Regions from separate parts of the Danio rerio genome. Here region 1 is linked to region 2. The links are chromatin contacts, called in public Micro-C maps. All regions are on one chromosome and are shown on one strand. Each heading gives the region's core, a stretch centred on a gene start, on an enhancer-like site or on the middle of the called end of the contact. The rest is flanking DNA. Distances are from core to core; before and after follow the strand shown. Region 1 holds the start of ccnt2b (cyclin T2b). Region 2 holds the start of mgat5 (alpha-1,6-mannosylglycoprotein 6-beta-N-acetylglucosaminyltransferase).

Region 1 (4,577 bases), core at 1,777-4,276, 190 kb after region 2:
TTTTTTACCAGTGTATCCATGATATTCAATGTTATTGTAAAAAGGTGTTAATTTCAGATTAATGTAAATTAATACAGTGACAAAATAAACCCTACTGACATTAATGATGTTGTACTTTGCATAGAAAAACGTGATTTCGATTTTTAAAATAAACATGATTAAAATTATGTTAACTTAAATGGATCATGAACATATTGAATATGATTATCACTAAACTTCGTATTAACAATGTATTATGAACTCAAATCCATTATGTGGAACCAATGTCAATAATTCAATTGAGTAAATCCAACTGAATAATTTAAAGTGTCCATATACTATTTTTCCTTTAGTGCATAGGCTATTACGTATTTATAATAATAATAATTATTATAATTTTTTTTATTATTATTATTTACGTTTTGTCTATTATTAACTTTAATGTTTATTTCTAGCCTACACATAACTTGACTTTTAAAAAACACACCCTAAAGAAATGTAATACTGCCAAACCTGTAACAACTTGCACACAGGAATGTTTTTATCACAAAAATACCCCAAACCAAGAGTATCTAAGCCCTTCAAAACTCGTACCGTTATCCTCCGGCTCCCCGATCTTCATCTGCTGCTCCATGTTAAAACTGTCCGCTTGATTCGGATGGTGTCCGTTGGCGGGAGTCGATGCTGGATCCTCCAGAGCTGGATCCGGGGCAGAAGGAGCGGGACCGGGGTCTACAGGACCGGCCGTGGGGTCAGAGGCAGAGGAGGAGTCCGTCATGATGATTGGGGCCCGGGTTCAAATGTCTAGAAGCATCCGAAAAATGTCACACCTGGACGCGAGCGGAGAAGGCGCGCACTGCCGGGGAGCCGTTCAGAGCATCGCGGACGGGCGCGCGCGCTCTCTCACACACGCGCGCGCTAATTAAAAACACGCACGTGCGAACTGTACTTTATAAACAACGGCAAGGTGTCAGAAACATGCGGGAAGTATGGACATTAAATAAAAAAGTTGTGGACGTGAGGTTCTGTCTGGGGGGGAGCTGGTGACGCGTGAGCAAATAACCCTCTGCTCGTGTTAAATCCACTCGTAAAACACTCGTTTAAATCGCCTACATCTGAGAGAAAATAGGCTACATATATTTTTGGTCAGTAGACCATATTATTGTGATTTTTTATGTGTGTTGTTTTTCCTATATATATATATATATATATATATATATATATATATATATATATATATATATATATATATATATATATATATATATATATATATCATCATCAATAGTTTAGCAACTTGGAGATGGACTGGTTTATAGATTATTTAGATTGATTCATTTGCTGGTAAAAAGGTGTGTATTATAAATAAAAAGTAATTCCTAACTGAATCAGTGAAGTATTGGTGCATTAGCGACATCTTGTGTTTATTGCAGTTATTGACTGAGCTGTAAACAAGTCTGTCCAAATAAAATCCTCTTGCTGACAAAGGAATAATCTTAAATAACGTAAAATAGCTCTTATCAGGCTACTAATAATACATTTATATAATTATTTTTAATTATTAATATGTTGGACGAGACTCAAATAGATTTTTGCATTTTTTTAAACAATAATAATAACATAAACAACAAGTCTTTTACACAGACCTGTGTGTGTAATATGCAGAGGTGGAAAGAGTACTGAAAAATCATACTTAAAGTACCATTATTTGCCCAAAAATGTAGTGCAAGTGGATTAAAAGTGTTGTAAATAGTTATGAGTTAAAAGTAGCCTTTTCAAAAGTATTCAATTACACTGTGAAAAGTTAATGCATTTACATGCAGTTTGTCCAGGGATTTGTAAACGTAACATTCTGTAGTACATTCAGTTATTTTTCTATATTCCTTCCTTTCGTTTGTTCTTTCCTTCCTTTATTCATTCATTTGTTCGTTCCTTCCTTTATTCATTTGTTCCTTCCTTCCTTCCTCACGTCATTCATTTGCTCAGTCATTCGTTTGTTTGTTTATACATATTTTTTTCCTTTCTTCATTAGATCCTTTGTTCATTCATTCATTTATTCTTTTGTTTGTTCATTCCTTAGGTTGGTTCAGTCCTTCCTTGAATCCTTCATTCATTCATTTGGTCCTTCCTTCGTTCCTCCCTTCATTTGTTCGCTCATTCATTCGTTCGTTTATTCACATTTTAGTTTCTTCCTTCATAAGGTCCTTTGTTCTTGCATTCATTCTTTTGTTTGTTTGTTCATTGCTTAGTTTGTTCAGTCTTTCCTTGAATCCTTCCTTCATCCATTTGGTCCTTCCTTCTTTCCTCCCTTTATTTGTTTGCTCATGCAATCGTTCGTTTGTTCATATTTTTGTTCCTTTCTTCATTAGGCCCTTTGTTCATATGTTTGTTCGTTCCTTCCTTCCTTTGTTTGTTCAGTCCTTCCTTGAATCTTTCCATCATTAATTTGGTCCTCCTTCACTAGTTTGATCCTTCCTTCATTCTGTCCTTTCTTTCATTCCTTGTTCGGTCCTTCCTTCATTTGGCCCTTCTTTCTATTTTTCTTTTACTCCATTTAGTGATTGCTTTATGTTGTTTGGTGATTTTCAGTGTTTGGCGGACATCCTTCATTTTCTGATCAGGTCTTTGGGTCAAAGTGTGTAAAGATTTTGGACATATTCTTGGACATTTTTAATGCTTCCAAAAGGTTTAGATGCGATTTACTTTCTATGTGTGGTTTGATTGGACAGGAATTAAAGGACTGATTTTTCTACTTTAGCCAATCACCATAGACTATAAAGTAATGAAGTAGTGACTGCAGATTGAAGGAAAATAGTGGAAGAAAAGTACCGATGCAGCACTAAAAATGTACTCAAGTGAAAGTAAATGTACACATTTTTAAAACTTCTCAATTACATTAATTTGAGTATTTGTATTTGTTACTGGTTGTGATGTGAACAAGTGGATAGTGAGCATAGTTAATGGTGACAGATGTATAATTGTTGGTATCCCCTCCGTACAGCTCGCGTCGCTGCAGCGTTTTTTCCTCGCGCTCGTGACGTCACTGTGATGTAGAGCGCGCTGCGGGCGGAAGCGGGTGGGATGATGGCGGCGGTGCAGCGGGGCTCCAGCAAATGGCTCTTCACCCGAGAACAGTTCGAGAACACGCCGTCCCGCCGCTGCGGAGTCGAGCCCGACCGCGAGCTCTCCTACCGACAGCAAGCCGCCAACCTGATCCAGGACATGGGACAGAGATTAAACGTGTATCCTTCAGAAAAACAGTCGCATTGTGACTCGACTTAGCCGTTAGCATATTAGCACGCTGCCGCTTTTGATCAAGAGAAAAAATGTGGTGGATGAAATACGACGTTTTACGCGTTACAATCACACGTTTTTACATAAATGTCGTGGTTAATCGATTATAAAGTATATCCTGAGGTAGAAAGTGGGTCATTGTGTGAAATGGATGTGCGTGAATGACAGAAAGGTGATTTAGCTTTTTATGCTTTATGTATACAATAAAAACTATAATAGTGGATTAATACGACAATATTATGAATATTGTTCAATTTAATCTCATATTTACGTCAATAGTAGTGTGTTCAATGGATTAAGAGTGATTTAGACTTAAGTAATGGCGTACAATGGCTTGACTCATTACGTTTCCTTATTACGTGATGGGTTATTGTCTGTAGATGTGAACTTTAGTCTTTGTTTCTTTTTTGTGTGGTTTATTTTTGAGCAGCTTCTCTTGTTTTAAAGTAAATTGGTACTATATAGTGTTTTGGTGCCATAGTGGTGGTTTTGAAATTTCTGAATAATGAATATTATGTCTATGTATGTTACATAAGTCTTCTTCGCTGTGTTGTGCTTGTGTTTTCTTCCTTGATCAAATGATTCAGATCCCAGCTTACAATAAACACTGCAATCGTCTATATGCACCGGTTTTACATGCTTAATTCCTTTACTAAATTCCATAGAAATGTGAGTATGCCTTTTGTTTGTGTTTATTTCCTACTGATTATGATTTAATCACACTAAATGTCGTATTTGACCATCTATTATAATGTAAGATCTTCCAGGGTTGATTTAATTCCAAATGGTGACCATTTTCTACTGCTGATTTTTGATTTGTTTATTTTCCTGTAAGTTAATCTCGTGTTTTGTTCTCTCCAATCAGATCATTTCTCCCACCACACTATTTTTGGCTGCTAAAGTAGAGGAGCAACCCAGAAAACTTGAACATGTCATTAAAGTAGCGCATGCTTGCCTGAACCCTCACGACCCTCCTTTGGACTCCAAGAGCAGTGTGAGTATGAGGGTTAAGAGTATTGTAGTTTCTTGCTGTGCTTTGTTGGATGCCATGGTGATGAATCATCTTAGATAGCTGACTATGTTCTGCCGCGTGGAAGTGGGGTCAGTGAGATAAAATATACATTCAGTTTTTTGAGCTGCAAATTAGATTTTCTTTTAAATAAAAGAAAAGCATTAGGTGGCATTTCCTCAGTCAAACAATTTGTATGAAGTAATGCAGGACAGGAGGGTTAATTTGGGTGATTTATTTTTTTTTTTTCTCTGATCCAAATGGCCTAGGTTTTAGAAAATATTAGAGAAATGTT
Region 2 (4,300 bases), core at 1,249-3,748:
AACCAGGCTGGTCAAGCTAGTTTTAGCTGGATTTGGCTGGTCATTTTCCAGCCTAACCAGCTAAGACCAGGCTGGAAATGGCTGGAAACCAGCCTGGATATGGCCAAAACCCCTCTACAACCAGGCTGGTCAACCAGCTAAAACCAGCCAACCAGCCTAGGCTGATTTAAACTGGATTTTTCAGCAGGGTCACCATTGTCTCACCCTCAAGGGACTCTTTTCACAAGACTGTTATTATGTGTTTAATGGTCAGTATAGTCTTAAATCCTTGAAAGTTTTAAATATGTTGATTTAAAAAAAAAACGTATGGACATTTATATGCATTTATGTATGTATTAGGCTATCTTTTTGTCAAATTTCAAGTAACGAATTGCCACTTACAGTATGTGAGGGGTTTGTAATGCAGCGTCTATGGGGGCGAAAGTAAATTTGATGTTATTCTCTCCTCTGGCTGCCGTCATCAGTCTCACAGTAGATTTATCTTTTTTTCTGAAAGTCTTGATAACACCATAGTTGAGTTTTTCTTTTATTTCAGCAAATAGGGTTGTAAAAATTATTTGTTGTAGCCTACTCTCCCATTCACGCGCTCTAAGTTTACCCAATTATGATGCCATCCGCTACTGAGAAACCTGAGTCTAGTCATTTCAAACATACATAAGTTTAAATTTCTGTTGAACACAAAATAATATATTTTGAAAAATGTTACAAACCTGTAACCATTGACTTATCATGCTAGGAAAACAATGAAAGTCGATGATTACATGTTTAACATTTTCAAAATAATCAGTTATTTTGTGTTTATCAGAAAAAAAGGAAACTTAGATAGGTTTGTGACAAGTCAAGAATAGGGGCGTAGTGGGTAGCACAATCTCACACAGCCTCGCCTGGGTCAGTTGGCATTTCTGTGTGGAGTTTGCATGTTATCCCCGTGTTGGCATGTCCAAAGTCCAAAGGTAAGTTAAATTGTCTGTAGTGTTAGTGTGTGAATGAGTATGTATGGGTGTTTTCCAGTGATGGGTTGCAGTTGGAAGGGCATCCGCTGCTTAAAATACATGCTGGATAAGTTGGCGGTTCATTACGCTGTTCGATCCCAAATTAATAAAGGGACTAAGCCGAAAAGAAAGTGAATGAATGTGAACAAGTCTTATTAGGGATGAACATCCCTTTAAAACCAGAATAGTGAGCAGGGGCGGACTGGGACAAAAATTTAGCCCTGGCACTGTAGACCACATTTTCACACTGACACAGCCCCACCATTGGTGTACATATGGTGAAATGATAAAAGCCATATGACATGGTCCATTTCTGACAATTAGCTTGTGTTGCACTTACTGTTTTGACATTCTTTACCAGATTTTGATTATGTCCACGTAACCTCTGATTGGGTCGGCCCATCTCAAAACCAGCCAGATATTATTATTATTATTATTATTATTATTATTCAATTCAATTCAGCTTTATTTGTATAGCGCTTTTACAATGTAGATTGTGTCAAAGCAGCTTCACATGAATGGTCATAGTAACTGGAACAGTGTGGTTCAGGTTTTAGTGTTTAAGTTCAGTTCAGTTCAGTTTAGCTCTGTTCAGTGTGATTTAATCATTACTGAGAGTTCAAACACTGAAGAGCAAATTCATCGATGCGTAGCTCTACCAATCCTGAACCATGCGAGGCAGTGGCGACAGCGGAGAGGGAAAAAAAACTTCACCTGATGGGAGTGAAGAAAAAAAACCTTGAGAGAACCAGACTCAGTTGGGCATGACCATTTTAATTTCTCCGCTGGCCAAAAGTCTTGTGCAGAACTTCATTATTATTATTATTACTATCCTCATCATCATCATCATCATCATATTCACATCTTGCAAGAGATAAAAGCTGCCTGCATGTAAAAACCATACATATTAAAAAATAAAAATGACCGGCCCACATTTAAAAAATTGTCCAGCCCTTCTGACATTTGCCAGATGGCCAATCCGACCCTGCTAGTGAGCTAAACTCAAGTATGGTTAGGCCTGTAATCAAGCCAATTATTCACCCAGAAAGATTCTAAATGATTTGTTGAACCACGAATCTGCCATTTATTGTAAACTCATATTGTCTGAATTAATATTGTTCAAAATGAGTGACATTTATAGATTTACATTTATTTAGAGATACATTTGTAGGTTTCAATGTACAGTGTATTTGTCATGTTAATGTAGGATTGTAGGTTAACTTGATTCCACCTAACTTGATTCCTCCTTCAATTTTGGTGTGATTAAGGTCAATTTAGGCTGCCTGAAATCAATTTCTAACGTAATTGAACTAATTAATTGAACAATCATTCCACCTGTGTGGTTCTATGAAGTTAGGGGTCCTCAGAGAGCGCATTAGGAAAGTTTTTACGCTTTCCGACGTCGTACGTAAAATCGCCACGCTCCCTGCGTCCTCTGTGCGTCTCGACGCTCTTTGTGTTGAATGTGATCAGACAGCGAAACGAAACACACCGACTGTTGTCAGGTGCGTGGATCCACACTGACGCCGATCACAGTGAAACCACCGGCTTTTCCACAGCATTTAACGTCCATATCATCACCCCAAATCTCAAATCAGGTGGGTGTTTGTTCGGTTTTCCTTATAAACGCGTATGTAATGAAAGCAGGGCGCGTTTGGTGCGCTGCAGTCCACTGCGGAACTCGCGCATATGTGTGTGATATACGTGTTTATTTATGTTGTTTATGCGCTAAAATCTGCACATTAGGTGTTTAACACCTTATTAAACTACAGCATTACAAATAACCCCTATAGGAGCAATATATGCCATTCCTGTGTCGCTCATACATGGCGAAACATTCGTACTTTGATGTATTGAAATGAATGTATCATGCTTTTAACACGGGTACTTCCGAGAATATGGTGCTACAGTTATACATCTATAAGCAACCGCGGTAGTATAGCGATGTGATGTCTAAACAGTGTCATTAGTGCTCCTTTATGTGACTTTACTATGGTACAGAACGTTAGAAAAGCGTTGTACGAAAACAGATGTCTGTAAGCTAGATTAAAGTCAAAGTGTTATGTGTCAACCAACACTTTACCGTGGTAACACAACAGCGTTTCTTTAAAGTCGTATTATTAAGTAGCCTGAGGTAAAGTGTCTTGCTCAAGGGTAAATTGGTGATCGGATCTACCTCAGGTTTCAAACCTACAACATTTGGCTTCCCATCCAAGGCCTGTAACCTTTAAGCCACATCAGTTTATGTTCTGCTATTGGTGTAATTATTCACAACTGTTCAAGTTAAATTTAATTCTGGTATTGTGTTTGGTGGAGTAGTTAAAGAACTGAGATGACAAACTGAAGGTTTTTTGGGGTCAAGTCCCAGAAATACCAGTTTATAAAAAGGGACTTGTGAGATGTCACAGCCAGTTATGCTGAATAACCATTTTGTACTCCTTTATTATCATGTTTTAAACATTTACATTTTGTCTTCTTAAAAATGTCCTGTAGTACAAATGCATGTAAATACTGTGGTATTTAAGTATGGTAATCATTTGGTGCAATGGTTTAGAAACTAAAGTAACATGAGATCAGATCATGCTACAGTGATCTTCTGAAGTGCATTATAAAATAACCTGTGGTAAACTCATGTGTTGCATCAAACCTACAACATTTGGATTCGGGTCTGGATTTGGATCGTTCTAGGCCTTTAACAAATCACTTAAATAAGTATTTGTACTGTAATTGGTTCAGTTTTTAAAAAACATTAAGTAAAGTTTATTTATAAACTAATTTCGAGAGGAGCACGTGATTATGATTGATAGCACCTGGTCCGCATTAGCTAACACTGATTTGATCAGAAGACTCCTTAACCACTATAAATAACCAGAGTATCTTACTTCAGCCATCTTCATCTTGAAGAATCCCCCCTTCCACTCCTACTCCTCCCATTTCCTTGTCAGGGCAGCACGGAGGCCTAGTGGTTAGCACCACGGTTGCACAGCAAGAATGTCACCAGCTCAGACTCTTTCTGGCCAGGTCGGCATTTCTATGCGGAGTTTGCATGTTCTCCTTGTGTTTGCATGGGTTTTCACCGGGCTCTCCGGTTTCCTCCAACAGACCAAAAACGTGTGACATAAGTAAATTGACAAATCTAAATTGACAGCATAGACACTTCATAGCATTAATCTACTTCCAACATTATCAAGCAGGGGAGTTCTCGAGACCTACCTGAACTCAGACTCCGCTCTCACCCTGCAACAGGAGGGAGCCCCGGGCTCGAGGATCTCATGAGTTCAGGGCTCTCTCCCAGAACAGCATGCCAA

Evidence for each region. A called contact is a pair of places that touch in the nucleus more often than the background predicts.
Region 1: a Micro-C map of caudal fin shows a contact between it and region 2, with 4 times the contacts expected there. The contact joins the promoter of ccnt2b here to the promoter of mgat5 in region 2. A contact is called at or near these places in 3 of 18 Hi-C or Micro-C datasets (caudal fin, hematopoietic stem cells and an unstated tissue) and 1 of 4 datasets of contacts at active chromatin or transcription factors (embryo).

Annotation. Positions count from the first base shown.
Region 1 is chr22:11,819,265-11,823,841 of GRCz12tu, forward strand. ccnt2b (cyclin T2b) reads left to right here and starts at 3,027. Exons shown (of 9, transcript NM_212586.1): 1 at 3,027-3,221; 2 at 3,861-3,942; 3 at 4,139-4,267. The coding sequence starts at 3,061. It overlaps tmem163b (transmembrane protein 163b), which reads right to left and starts at 1,069. Exons shown (of 8, transcript NM_001423848.1): 1 at 574-1,069. The coding sequence starts at 757.
Region 2 is chr22:11,628,979-11,633,278 of GRCz12tu, forward strand. It overlaps mgat5 (alpha-1,6-mannosylglycoprotein 6-beta-N-acetylglucosaminyltransferase), which reads left to right and starts at 2,499. Exons shown (of 17, transcript NM_001045311.1): 1 at 2,499-2,590.